Regions from separate parts of the Mus musculus genome. Here all the other regions are linked to region 4. The links are chromatin contacts, called in public HiChIP or PLAC-seq and Micro-C maps. All regions are on one chromosome and are shown on one strand. Each heading gives the region's core, a stretch centred on a gene start, on an enhancer-like site or on the middle of the called end of the contact. The rest is flanking DNA. Distances are from core to core; before and after follow the strand shown.

Evidence for each region. A called contact is a pair of places that touch in the nucleus more often than the background predicts. HiChIP or PLAC-seq counts read pairs in DNA pulled down with a chosen protein or histone mark.
Region 1: an H3K27ac HiChIP or PLAC-seq map of extraembryonic endoderm stem cells shows a contact between it and region 4, with 7 times the contacts expected there. The contact joins the promoter of C030034I22Rik here to the promoter of Arhgap28 in region 4. A contact is called at or near these places in 2 of 39 promoter capture datasets (the 3T3-L1 cell line and stem cell-derived epiblast-like cells), 4 of 115 datasets of contacts at active chromatin or transcription factors (astrocytes, embryonic stem cells, epiblast stem cells and 1 more) and 1 of 9 other capture datasets (embryonic stem cells).
Region 2: a contact with region 4 is called in a Micro-C map of embryonic stem cells, with 9 times the contacts expected there. The contact joins the promoter of Zbtb14 here to the promoter of Arhgap28 in region 4. A contact is called at or near these places in 2 of 39 promoter capture datasets (embryonic stem cells and hippocampal neurons), 3 of 484 Hi-C or Micro-C datasets (all in embryonic stem cells) and 5 of 115 datasets of contacts at active chromatin or transcription factors (astrocytes, embryonic forebrain, embryonic stem cells and 1 more).
Region 3: a contact with region 4 is called in an H3K4me3 HiChIP or PLAC-seq map of stem cell-derived neural progenitor cells, with 6 times the contacts expected there. The contact joins the promoter of Akain1 here to the promoter of Arhgap28 in region 4. A contact is called at or near these places in 2 of 115 datasets of contacts at active chromatin or transcription factors (embryonic stem cells and stem cell-derived neural progenitor cells) and 1 of 9 other capture datasets (embryonic stem cells).

The regions. Positions count from the first base shown.
Region 1 is chr17:69,415,052-69,418,425 of GRCm38.p6, forward strand. It overlaps C030034I22Rik (RIKEN cDNA C030034I22 gene), which reads left to right and starts at 1,396. Exons shown (of 1, transcript NR_026848.1): 1 at 1,396-3,374.
Region 2 is chr17:69,382,109-69,385,078 of GRCm38.p6, forward strand. Zbtb14 (zinc finger and BTB domain containing 14) reads left to right here and starts at 1,696. Exons shown (of 3, transcript NM_009547.3): 1 at 1,696-2,117. It overlaps Gm49894 (transcription initiation factor TFIID subunit 4-like), which reads right to left and starts at 2,073. Exons shown (of 3, transcript XM_030250167.1): 1 at 1,992-2,073; 2 at 1,068-1,903; 3 at 1-190. The coding sequence starts at 2,073. The coding sequence ends at 143.
Region 3 is chr17:69,437,657-69,440,587 of GRCm38.p6, forward strand. It overlaps Akain1 (A kinase (PRKA) anchor inhibitor 1), which reads left to right and starts at 1,670. Exons shown (of 2, transcript NM_001145192.1): 1 at 1,670-1,885. The coding sequence starts at 1,870. A930029G22Rik (a long non-coding RNA gene) reads right to left here and starts at 2,584. Exons shown (of 2, transcript XR_003952217.1): 1 at 1,521-2,584.
Region 4 is chr17:68,002,093-68,005,383 of GRCm38.p6, forward strand. It overlaps Arhgap28 (Rho GTPase activating protein 28), which reads right to left and starts at 2,016. Exons shown (of 18, transcript NM_172964.4): 1 at 1,803-2,016. The coding sequence starts at 1,918.

The sequences.
Region 1 (3,374 bases), core at 146-2,645, 1.4 Mb after region 4:
TTACTTCATCTCAGTCATTATGTGCACAGGAGGGTGCAAGGATGCCTAGCACACCTCAGTAGTTTTACATACTTTGACCAAAGAGTGTGGACGTCGTGAGAGAGACCCAGGTAGCACTGCAGTTAGGCAGATCTGGGACTGGCTGCTCATGTGTGCTTGGCAGTGGCACCTATCACCCCAGCTCCCATTCTGATACCTATTTGCAGTTCCCTGAACACGAACATTTTAATTCCTCTGGACCTTTTCAACTGCTATCCTTTTGCCTATAGACCAATAATTCCCCCCCCTCACTTTATTCCTGCTGATCCGTTGGATAAACTGTCCTAGGACGCTACCCTGACTCCAACAGCTGGAATAGGCACACCTTTACACTTCCAACACTCTCCCAACTGAAGCAAAATTGCACTGAAGAGTTTCTCCCTCTTCTAGTCATGAACTCCAGGCAGCATTGCCTTTCCCATAGCTCCTCCCCCTGGTGCCTCTCAGTCTGTGCCATACACTTGTCCAACTACAGTTGGACATCAAATAACAATGTGGGCTTTGCCATGCTCTGGAGACTTTTGTATTTTCTTTCCAAGACTCACTACTGATTTGGAAAGCATAAAGGGAGTGTTCAACTTTATAGACTATGAGGAGGGGCAGGTGATAGAATCCAAGTTCAGTAAGGCAAACATTTAAAGAGTCTTTGAGAAACCATGAGGGCAGGCTCAAAGAACTAGAGAGAAATCTAATGCTCTGATTTAATCTTATATTGTACAATAGATCTCTAAGTGTGGCCTCAACTATTGCTGGAAAAATACAAATACAAGTATCTTTCCAATCAGCCTGCTGAGAGAGGTTTCAGTTCTCTTTCTATTGAATAAGCATTATGCTTGGATGCTATATGTGTAACTGGACATCTGCTGAGGTGACTCGCCCAAAGGCTAAGTTGATGGAATCCATTATATACATACTCTCAATGGAACTAGTTTTTCAGTAAAAGAACTTGACACCACTAGCTACACGGAGGCCATCCTAAATGCACCAGGCAATTTCAGTACCCACAAATTTGCTCCCTATTCAAAGTAAAAAGCAAACATCCAATCTCTCTACTGGGGGTAGATTTAGCCTGGAGCCAAGTATTCACTGAGGTAGACAATGTTCCAGAAAGCTGGGAGACAGAAGTGATAGTTTCATGATAAAATTTTATTGAGATGGCTTCCAGGCCAAGGGGGAATCCATTCTTGGTTTGTAAAAGTGTTGAGAAACTGACTTAGCCCTCAGAAGAATGCACATGAATTGCAGAGAAACACAGGAAGTGGTGCAAAGATAAAGGCCTTCAACAAGAGCTGCAATTTTCTTGGAGTATACAAAGAATGAGTTTAAACAAACTTTTTTTTTTTAACTTTTTTTCCTCTTTTCTTTTTTTCTTAAAGATCTTTATAAGCAGAGAAAAACTGCCAGAAAACAGTGAAAGGAGCACAAAATCAGAATAGGGTTGGGGGGACTGCAAAAGCCAATGGTGGTGCTAGCAAGAAGCAATTAGTTTTAGTTTAAGGGAACAAGGCAAGTGGACACAGCTCAGATGGGGTGCTCCACTCATTAGCTCTTTTTTTTTTTTCCTTTTCTCATGAAACGTTATATTCACAATTTTCAGCAGGAAACACCCAACTCGCCCAAGCTGTGTTTCCTGTGTTTTCTAAACGGTATAATACGTTATTACAAAAGAAACAATCCAAACAGCCCTGTGGAGGGGTGAGAAGTAAAGAATAGTTTTATACTTAACCAGACACCAGATTATGAGGTCAAGTCATACAGCATCGTGAGAGATACAAGGAAAAACTGAAAGTGAACGCTTTCTGCCTGAACTTCTCGATCCAAAAAACAACCTTTGAGAAGAGGATGAACCAGAATGTGTAAAACTAAGTAATTCCGGGAGGAAACCCTAAGATGACCTGAGATATTCAGTCCAAGAGGGTGGGTGACACCATTTCAAAGCCAGTCTAAGAAAGGGTGGTTGAGATGCCTCTGGCAAACCCTTTCAACTTCTGAAGGTCCCAGCGCCAAGCGACAAGGGCCCTGGGCAGAGCCAAGGGAGAGCTTGACACAGACGGCCGCGGTCACAGGGCTGGAGAGTTAGGCCCCGGGTCGTGTGGTCTGGCGGATTCTATCCATTTCCGCCCAGGACGGTAAGAAACCCCAGAGACCGAGCCGTGGCGGAGCAGTTGGTCCCCGGTGCAGGAATTCGCTGTCCTCCCAGCACAGTGCACGGCTGGGAACCCGATCAGCCCGCGTGTCAGCTTGGGGCGGAGCCAAGCCTGGTCACCACCGGAAGTGCGTCACTAGAGCGGGCCGGGAGCGCAGGCCGAACCCGGAAGCAGGCCTGGCGTAGGCTGGAGCTTGGGGGAGGCGCCGGGTCTCTGAGATTTAGTGACCGAACTGCCCGCGCGGAGAGGACTGGCGGCGGAGAACTGCAGCAAGAGCAGGAAACCCACGGGACCGCGGACGTGCGCGAGGCTCGAGGCCGTGCTGCACCGAGGGGCTCGACTCGTGGCGCCGAGCGGTCACTTCCGGCCTGCGGGGGGTACTTTTTAAAGGGATAGCGGGTATTTCCGAAGCCACGGGGGCATCGCCACGCCGCGGTGTCGCCGCTGGGGCCGGGGCTTCTGTGGGTTCTAATGATTCTGCCGTACGTGCTTTGCCCTAATTGTCAACTGTTTTGTCAAGTCCGCGTTGGCTCCAAGAGAGACCTTCCCTGACGTTTTCAGTGCCCGCGGAGTGGACAGCCCCGGCGGAGCATCTGACCGCCCGCTCCCCGGCTCCCGCTGCAGCTGTCATTCACGTCGATGATGCTGTTTTCCTTAGAGATCCGAGTGTACAAATGGACTGATGCTGCAAAGTCCGTGGGTGGGGTTGGGGTGGGGAGAGTACTTCTGCCTGCCAGGTCTTCAGAGATGGGTTTACACTTCGATGAGTAGCGCTGACAAGCCACGTCTTGCAAGGGCGGTTGCATTCGACCGAATAGCACAGGTTCCCTTCACCGATATGAGCTCGGGTAGCATTCATCATCTGGAGGGGGATCTTTCCTTATCTACTTCTCCTTTCTACTGTTTGAAGTGTAAATTCGTCTTAGGTTATTGAGTTTTCAGTACTTTGATTGTATCCAAATGGAAGCATTCAAGTGTGATATTGTCTGGCAGTAAATTTACTTTAAAAAAAAAAAAGCTTACCCTGTGGACTATCACATGAGTTAAATATCCAAGATAAAAGAGTGAACAGAGAGTTGCAGGAGGACTAAGAAACACGAGTAAACATGAGTAACTGTGATAACGGTTATAATTTGCTTTAAAGATCATTTACATTTTCTTTTTAAATTTCCTGTGTATGAGTTCTTT
Region 2 (2,970 bases), core at 446-2,945, 1.4 Mb after region 4:
ACTTTCCAGGTCGTGGGCCTGAGGGCAGGTAAAGAGGATCAGGAAGTGCCTCACAGAGAACACAAGGTTTCAGCAGCAGCGGAGCTATAACTTACATGGATGTCCTGACATTACCAGGCTATCAGATCTCTCCATGGGAGCATCAAGTGCAACCTAGTTCTGGAAACATGATGGCTAGAGAGGGATGTACCTGGGTAAACGTAAAGGCACCAATTAGTCTGGTAGATCTAGAGCTTTGGGATTGAGCAGTTTGTCCAGGGTGACCGGAATTTCCCCTTATACTCCAAATCAAAAATGGCACTTCATTTGCTCTGCAAATGCCTGCTCCCCATAAACAATGCCTCAGTGGCACGAACCAAGCCATGAGCCTGGATATTCGGTCGAGACGGTACAGGGGAGACAGACGGTGCACCGGGACACCTGCCCAAAAGCCAGGCCGAGCTCAGCGCCCGAACCGTGCGCGCCCAGGGGCAGACATGGCCCACGCACATGCACACGCACACGCACGGGAGCGCAGGCTCCCCGCGTTCCCGACGCAGTGCCGAGGCCGGGCGCCGGCGGGAGCCCTGGAGTCGGGAGCTCCAGGAGGGGGCGGGTGCTCGAGAAAGGAGCTCGTGCATTCGCTCCCCTGGCCGGCAGAAGCCCCGCCCCGACCCCGCCCACCCCCTTCTCCCGCGCGCGGGCTCCGCGCGCCCCTTGCCGCGCGCGTGCGCGCGCGTGCGCAGGCCAGGGCTCTCCGCGGGCGGCCCCGTAGACCCAGGGAAAGCAACCACCCGTCAGGTCCCAGATTAACCCTTTCCTCGCTCGCTCACGAGGGAGGCCCCAGCCAGTTCCGTGCCTGCGCAAGCGGCGGCGCGCCTTCTCTCCCCCCCACTACCCCGGAGCCCGCACCGCGCATGCACGGGGAGGGGGGTGGTGGGGGTGTTCGCGGCGGGTTGGCTAGTGTGTGCTCGTGCAGGAGGAGGGCTGCCACCACCAGGGACGTGCACGATTCCCCCCCTACCCCACCCCCTCCCCAAACTCAGAAAAAAAAAAATTAAAAAAAAATCCAAAACACTGCCACCCACCGTGCCCCCGCGTCCATCCCGTCCCTGGCTTGCGCGCTGCCGAGCGAGGGAGCCCACAGCGACAGCGAGCGTCTGTAGCGGTGCCAAGCTGCAGGTAAGCGCGGGCCGGGTGCTGGAAGGGCCGGGGACGGGCGCGGGGACGCGGGGGCAGCCGGCGGCGGGCGCGGCCGGGGCGGCTGCGAGGAGGCGCGTTCCCGCCGAGCTCCGGGGCAGCAGCCAGCTGCAGGATGTGGCGGCGCAGCGCGGTGCGAGCGGGATCGGGGCGTGGGCCGCGGTTGGGCGTGGGGGGCCGGGCGTCCCCGGTGGCTGCGCAGGCCAGCGAGCGGGTGGGGAAGAGGCCAGGCGGCGGCCCCGCGCGCGCGCTCTCTCTCCGCGGCCGAGTTCATGGCCGCCTGGCTCTCCGCGCCGCAGTGCACCGCGGTGGGGGTGGGGACGGCCGAGCCGGGCCCGAGCGCGGCCCGCGGGGCGCCGCCCCTCGCAGCTGTGGTTTCCCCCGGAGCCGACGGGACCCCCCGCGCACGCTCCCCCGCCTGCGTCCGCCGAGCTCCGGGGAGCCGGCCGCGCGCCGCCCCCGCCCTTGGCCGCGGGAGGGCGCGGGAGGACCAGACGCGCAGGCCGCGGAGTGCGCGGGGCGCGAGCTCGGGGCTCGCGGGCGGAGCAGGGCGCGGCGCGGCGCGGGGCTGCGGAACCGGCCGCATGCCCGCTCCCGAGCTCGTCGCGCCGCCGGGGCTGCTGCGGGCCAAGGAAGAGAGCCTCGCGCCCGCGCCGCGACCTGGAGAAGTGGAGGATGGTGGAAGGGAAGGTGGCCCGTCGCTGGCGGGCACAGCTCAGGGGAGCTTTTGTTTAGGAGAGAATGCTGAGGGCTCGCTGCATCCGGCGGCTCATTGGCTGCGAAATGCGAATGTGGGCTCCCCACGCGCGGACTGCGCCCCATGTCTTTCGCGGGGCCCCGGATTCCCCACTCCCAAGTTGTGCGGTCGCAACAGGGAAGTGGTGTGGCCGCCATTGTCGCAGCTGCTCCGGAATAAGGAGGCGGCTGCGGCTGCTTATGTAAGTTTGCTTTGGGAAAGCCTGGCTCTGTGCTCGGTGAGGACGCCTTAACGCTCCCGCGATTTGGGGAGCTGCTAGCAAGGAGCTGCTTTATAGTATTATAGGTGTTGGGCTATGTCTTGTCCTACACCTACTTACACACATACTGGCAATGGTTATCTTCAGGTTTGACTCATTTGAACTTAGCAATGGGAACATCTCTATAGGGGGAAAAAAAAACCGAGCCGATTGCCCTGTGACCTCCTTTGAAAAAGAATTACACACTCACCAGAATCGAGAAGGCGTACGCACGCTGATATGTTGCCATAGCTACCATAGGGCCACTCTTCTCCCAAGTCCATGACCTCAGAAGTGCCACGGAGGGAATTTCTGCAGGGAATGCCTTCCCTTAGGCTGACTGCCGGCCCAGGGTGCATCTAGAACCCAGGAAGGCTGAGGTGAAGACTGGAGGGAGCATCCTTAGAAACTATCTTACCAGCCCTCACTCCGTGCACATGGGAAAGCCTGCTAACTCAGAGCCCTGTGATTCCTATAGTATGAACTTGTTATGGGTTCTCAGGATGTCGACCCTTTGGTGGAATCTCGGACAAAGTCATTGTGTAGGACTGTATTGTAACACGGCCACCTGCTTCTACTGCACTTGTGGGATTGGTGGTCAGTAGAGGAAATTTTTGTTCTTCAAAGCCTGTTGGGCTGCAGGATGTGGAGTTCTTTGGGTGAGAGTTAAGAACGAAAGAAAATTCTTTGAACCTGCATCCGGGGATGGAGGGAGAAAAATGTAAGATTTCTCCATGGCAGTCTTGGAGACAAGTTTGTAATTGTGTAGTAGACAAAGTGGCATGCTTATTTCTCC
Region 3 (2,931 bases), core at 420-2,919, 1.4 Mb after region 4:
CTCACAGCAAACCCTGCAGATGCCTCAGTTCTTGTAGTATAGACGAGATGGGCCAAATAGGGTGACATATCCAAGGTTAAACAGTGAGTTAATGGGGAAGGTGCTGGACCTGCGTTTGCATCTGGTTGATCCTTAAGAATGTTTTCAGATGTTCTTAACACGATATTTTCCTGTGGATATTTGTTTATGCATTCGGTGAGTAAAGGCCATGAACACACAAAGTTGTAAAAAATTAAGGGTGGTGGAGGGGTGTTTATTTAAAGCAGTCGGCAGTCATTCAAGCAAATCTCAAATAGTGCTTCATGTGTCCCACGGTGCTGAAACTAGAGGGGCAGATAGTTTTTGTTCCCAAGGGTTTGGGTGTATCTTGGGCATATGAGAGGACTCCACCCCTTTGTGCATGGGTATTTTTCCTACCCATTGGCTGATTTGCATCGTGCTGAGGCAGGCCCCATCTGTTTCATCTCCTATGACACCAGGTGCTAAGAGCATTTGTGACTGTGTTGTGTTGAAGCTGCCCAGATGCCTCCATGATAACCGTAGTTCAAGATTTGTGAAACTATTTACATTTTCAACCTATTATGGCTTTGAACAAACTCGGTGCCAGCCTGGCTATTTAAATGCCTATGTTTGCCAAAACAGGGTAGAGCTTAAGGCTTTTAATCAAATTGTTAGTACTGTGCTTTTAGAACAGCGCTATTATTTCCAGGAAAAGGTGAAGAATGCCCAAAAACTCTGATTGCCTTTGGTTTTGGACAACCCCATTCAACTACAGAGATGGAGGATAAAAGCCAAGGCAAGGGGATCCTTATGTGGTTTTTGACTCTGTCACTGAAACCCACACGCGCGTGTTGCAAGCTGGTGGCATCTAATGAGCGTTGCCTACACCGCACCAACATTAATCAGGGAACAGATATCTTCAAGTGAACTACGGGTTAGGAGCCTGCAGTGAGCATCCAGCAAGTCCTTGTTCAGGGTGGAACCAACTGTAAAGGGCGCAGATACCAACTGAACCAGATCTGGGCAAGCTCTTAAGTATGTAATCAATGTCAGAGATGTTTTTCCTCATCCGTGCAGAAGTTGGAGTTTGTCCGAGACATGTCTCATCTGTACTTTTTTTTGCAGTGACTAACACCGTTTCCTCTCAGGCTATGACCTTGAGAACCTGCAAATGTGGGAGTTGACCCAGTGGTCACGGGGAACAGGACCCGCGAGCAGCGCCCTTGTCATGCATGCATTGCAAGGTCATCCTGTTTTTCTCTTTTAGCTCTCTTGCTGACATTGAGAGGCCTGGGGCAGCCAGAGAAGTCGTGAACAGCAAAGACGGGTTAACTTGGTGGTTCCTCCCTCTGTTCAGAGACAGCCACACTCCAAGAACTCAGCCTCTGGAGTAAAGTCTAGTGCGATGTGGGGAAAGGGACAAACTCATCTTAAATGTCAGCCCGGCATCCCTGGGGGTGAGTGACAGCAGGTAGTTAGAAGCAATTAGTTGTGCGCCTGCCGGGAAACCGGGCAATTACCTTTCTGTCTGGCTTCCCCTTCCGTCCTTCCTGCTTCGGTGGAAGCGGTAGAAGCGCCCTGCTCCTTCGGCGGTGAATCGCCAAGCTGGCGCGGGGACCGAGGAGGAGCTGAGCCGGGTTGCCTCTCCTCCTCCCGCCGGCGGAGCGGTGCATTGTGGAGGCAGCGCGCGCCCAGCGCTGAGCCGCGGCCCGGGACCGCGCGCAGGGAGCTGTCCGAGGTGCTGACCGTCCCGCCCGCACCCTGCGCGCCCGTCTGCTCCCGGCCCCGCGGTTCCCCGGTCCCCCGTCGGCTCCCGCCCTCTGTCTGTCCACCTCTAGAAACCCAAGGGTGTAGCGGCTGAAGGAAGTCATGGTGTTCGCTCCAGGTACTCTTTTATCTTCTTTTTCCGCAGACGTCCAGGCGGGGAGCGGGGCGGGAGGCGAACGCACCCGGAGGGAAGGCCTTTAAGACGACGGGGGTCCCTATGCGTGCTTTGGAGTTGCAGTGGCCCGGGGGGTGGAGACCGCCGGGTCGCCCCTCTCCCACACCCGCCTCATCTGCAACCCCAACCTTTCCGTCTCACAGTCCCGCCTGAATCCCGGCACCCGGAGTGAGCACCGACACCTTGGCAAGTGGCCCACTCGCCAGCATCGGACCTGCGCGGGTGTGCGGGCGGGGAGTGGGGAGAAGGATACAGGGCTTGGGGCTCCTTCTGTGGGAGTCTCTGTCGCCGCCTCTCCTCCCCTTCCTTAGAAGTGGCAAAGTGCCCTGCTTCCTTCCTCCGGGCCTCCAGAGGAGGTCGAAGGCAGGGGAGCGGGGCGAGGGGAAGAGGAGCGCTAGCCCTATGGATTTGGATCTGAAACTCTGTCGGGACTGCAGCAGGAGAGAGGCTACTGCGGCGCCGCGGGCGCTTGCAGCGTCTTCTGCTGGCAGGTGGCGAAGGACCTTCGTCCTTTTGCTGCGATTGGAGGCTACAAGTTGAAGAGTCAAATTTATCTGAGGTTGGCGGGTTTATCAGTCTCTCTCCTCTCTCTCTCTCTCTCTCCCTCTCCCCCCCCTCTCTCTCTCTCTTTCTCTCTCTCTCTCTCTCTCTCTCTCTCTGTGCACGCGCACGCGCGTTCAGGTGCTTCTGCTAGGGCCTCGACCTAGGTGTGTGTGTGTGTGTGTGTGTGTGTGTGTGTGTGTGTGTGGTGGGCTGAATGAAGCGTGGACCCGTTTATAGTTAACATTTCTACGTCCAAAGTTTCTCTCTCTCTCTCTCTCTCTCTGGTTTTTCTCTTTCATCTTTCTAACCTTCTTTTTCAGTTTGCCTGCCCTGACTCCCTCTCGCAGTTCCCCTTCTTGTTTTTGTTTGTTTTGGCTGTACTTCTTTTTAGGGGCAGTGTACAGCAGGTAGTAGGAAACACATAGCATCACTCTGTCAGCTTTGGG
Region 4 (3,291 bases), core at 766-3,265:
GTTTAGCTTTAGCAAGTGCTAATGAATGATCTCTTTGGGAAGTCAGAGCCCACTTTCCCAGAGCCAGACTGCTCACTGTGCCACCAGTAGGCTCCAAATCCATTCGCAAGTTTAAAGAACGCATGTTCCTGAATGAGAGGGGTGCATTCTTCCAAAGCAGAACAATACCTTCTTGCTTCTTGGCTTGAAGGAAAGAATTGATCAGTAGCTAGTAAGTCAAAGGTTAATAACTGGGCCTGATAATTTCTGTTATCAGGCACATGATGGATGATGTAGTATCCTCTAGCTCCTAGTAAACACGGGAACCTCTATTTTCAGTGCTTCTACTGAGGGCCAGGGAGTTAAGCTATCCTCCCATAATTCTGCTGGGGGGGGCTGGAAGGAGGGCTGCACACTCCCATCCCCCGCCTCAGAGGAGGGAGTAACTGAGGGTCCTCTGGAGTACAAGGCAATCGGCAACATTATAAACTTAGACCCAACTGGTTTATGGTAAAGAACTGACTATGATATCAGTCAGCTCTCCCACTCTCACACATTACCATTCTACAAGACCACATGCTGAGCTAATAAAAAACAAAATCTCCCTCCAATTTGCTTTCAGCTATCTGGCTGATGCCCACAGGGACAGCTGCTAGGGTTTAAGCTACACCCAAGCCACTTAAGAATGTAGAAAACTGGCCCCTGCCTTGCATCCAATCCCATCTATTTAGTCAAGATGGTACTTTCTTCTAAAAGAATTACACACTCAATACAAAGAAGAGTTTGTATCTTCAAGCTGAGTCAAAATGATGTGCGTGACTCCGACTGCCGGAGAAAACTGGTACATCTCTCACTGTCTGTTTTAAAATGAGATTTGACTCAACCTGCTCTCTCTGGAAGAAACAATAATTTCTTTGTTAGCGAAGACCAGTATAATTCCTAAGCCAGTGCGATTGGTTCATCTCATGGATACCGTCCAAAGCATATTATGTGACATAGTCACAAATCAATTAAATTGGGAAACAGCAGTAATTATAATCACATAAAGTTAAGAGTGTGAGGAAAAGCAAGTAATTGAAAATAACAGTGATGTAAGATGCCATTAGGAGATGATATCAAAACACGCATTAGCGTAGGCTTCAAAATAAATAAGTAAAAACGTCCACTGATATAGTCGTAGAGAATAGCAAAGGAACTTCCCCTAAACACGCCAGACAGCAAACCATCTCACATTTGGAATATTTTTGACCATCCGTCTTTGGCGGAACAGATGGGCATGCCAGAGCAATGTTCTCCAGATCCCTGGCTTACTAAATGCACATGGTCACCCAAAGAAATAAACAGGAATTGCGTTGGTTGCATACAATCGGCACCGGCACTCATCAAATAATGACATCACTGTATTTAAACAATTGAGGGTATTTACAGTAGAAGTGAAATTGTTATGTCAGTGAAGGTTTCCTTTTGAGAAAAACTTTAGCTTCAAATAGTTAATCTGAGTGTCTGCGAGAACTTTTTTTCTTTTCAACCGACTTGTGTTTGGGTTCTTGGTAATATTTTAAAATTTCTCCAGTACATGGTGAGAGTCTTCCACAGAAATGGTATGTTTATCTAACTCTTGATAAAGTTGCGTCAAGACTACAAGTACCCCGCTAGCCTCAGCCAGCCACACACAGACTTTTTGCCCAGGCTGTTTCTCATCTCCAATCAGGATCATACAAAGAGCAGTCTCAGTTATCAACTCCATAAAAACTTGCCTAAGCGCTGCCCCCTCCCCGCCCCGCCCGGCGCGCGCGCGCGCGGCCCGCGGTGCCGCTCCGTACCTGCTGAGCGGATGGCTGGCCCGGGACGCGCAGCGTGGCTCAGCGCCCTGCGGTTGCGAGCGCGCGTGCGAGTGGTAGGCGGTCAGCACCACGCCGCCCGAGTCCTCCACCTCCATCCTCAGCGGCGCATGTCCCCGCGCTAACCCAGAACAAAGACCGAGACCAACGTGGACTAGCTCCGGGAGCGGGTCAGCGGCCCCGAGCGTCCGGCGCCCCAAGGCTCTGCGACTAGGACGGCCCCGCCCGCCCAAGGGCCACGCCCACAGAGTACAGCGGCAGATTAGCATACAACGCGGGCCACGCCCACAAAACAAGGCGCACCGATTAGCATAACTAAGAGCCACGCCCACAGAGTACAACAGACAGATTAGCTTAATACACCGAGGGCACGCCCACAGAGTACACCGGGCCGATTAACAAACACTGAGGGCCACGCCCACGGATCCCTGCTTCTAGGAAACTGGAAACCTGCCTGGAGCTTGCGGCTCCAGCCAGCAGCTCTAGTAAAGTTTGTGTTTTTCTTCCTTTGTTTCTCCTTTCCTCTTCTCAACCTCCTCCTCGGCCCCTTCAGACGGGAGGCTTATCCCATGGCTAGGAACATTTCCTGCCTGGCAGTCAGAAGTGAGACAGAAACCATGCCTTAGGCAAGGGGAGAAAGGCTAGGTCTGGAATGGGTGCTCTGGGGAAGAAAGGGAGAAAAATGTGACACTCTCATTTAAATGTAACACTCTCATCTGAATCGGAAATTGAAGAGCTGAATGGCACTGACGTTTGCTAGTCTAAGTGACAGCGAATTCGATTTCCCTTCTGCCCAAGCCATTCCCTCTGCACGTGCAAGCCTGAGCTTCCTTCCCATACCCTCAAGACTGCAACGCCAGACTCTTACCTCATTCCTAACATCCCTTTCCTCCACTCAGTTGTGGTCCCTGACAGATACTGTTTCCAGACTGTCTGAAAAGTACTCCTTATTGCCACGGGCTCCATGAATGCTATTTTCAGGGGGCTTTTTAAGGGAGAAGATTATAAACACACATGCACACACACACACACACACACACACACACACACACACTGTATATAACATACCCAAAAGTGCAATATAGTCTTTCTCCTGATTGTGTTTCTGGTTGGAACTGCTTTCAAAATTCTCTCCCTGTGAAACCGCTTAGAGATCATCAATCAAAGCCCCCTCCCCCACCTCTTACTCCCCGGCCACTTTCCAGAAATGGCTCTTGCTTTGTTACAGGAATAATTTCATTCTGCTCTGTGATGAAGGTAGACTCTCCAGACCATGCCTTGTGTGTTTCTTTGCTCTGGTCTGGCATCCACTTGAGTGACTCCTAATAGGTCGTGGTCTTTTTTTTTTTTACCTCCCCCCTCCCCCAAAGGCCAGATGGAACCAGGAAACTTCTCAGAATGAAACACCAAGGAGTAGAAAGCCTGAGGGGAAAACCCACCACTAACTCATGATCAAATTACCATTTTCCAG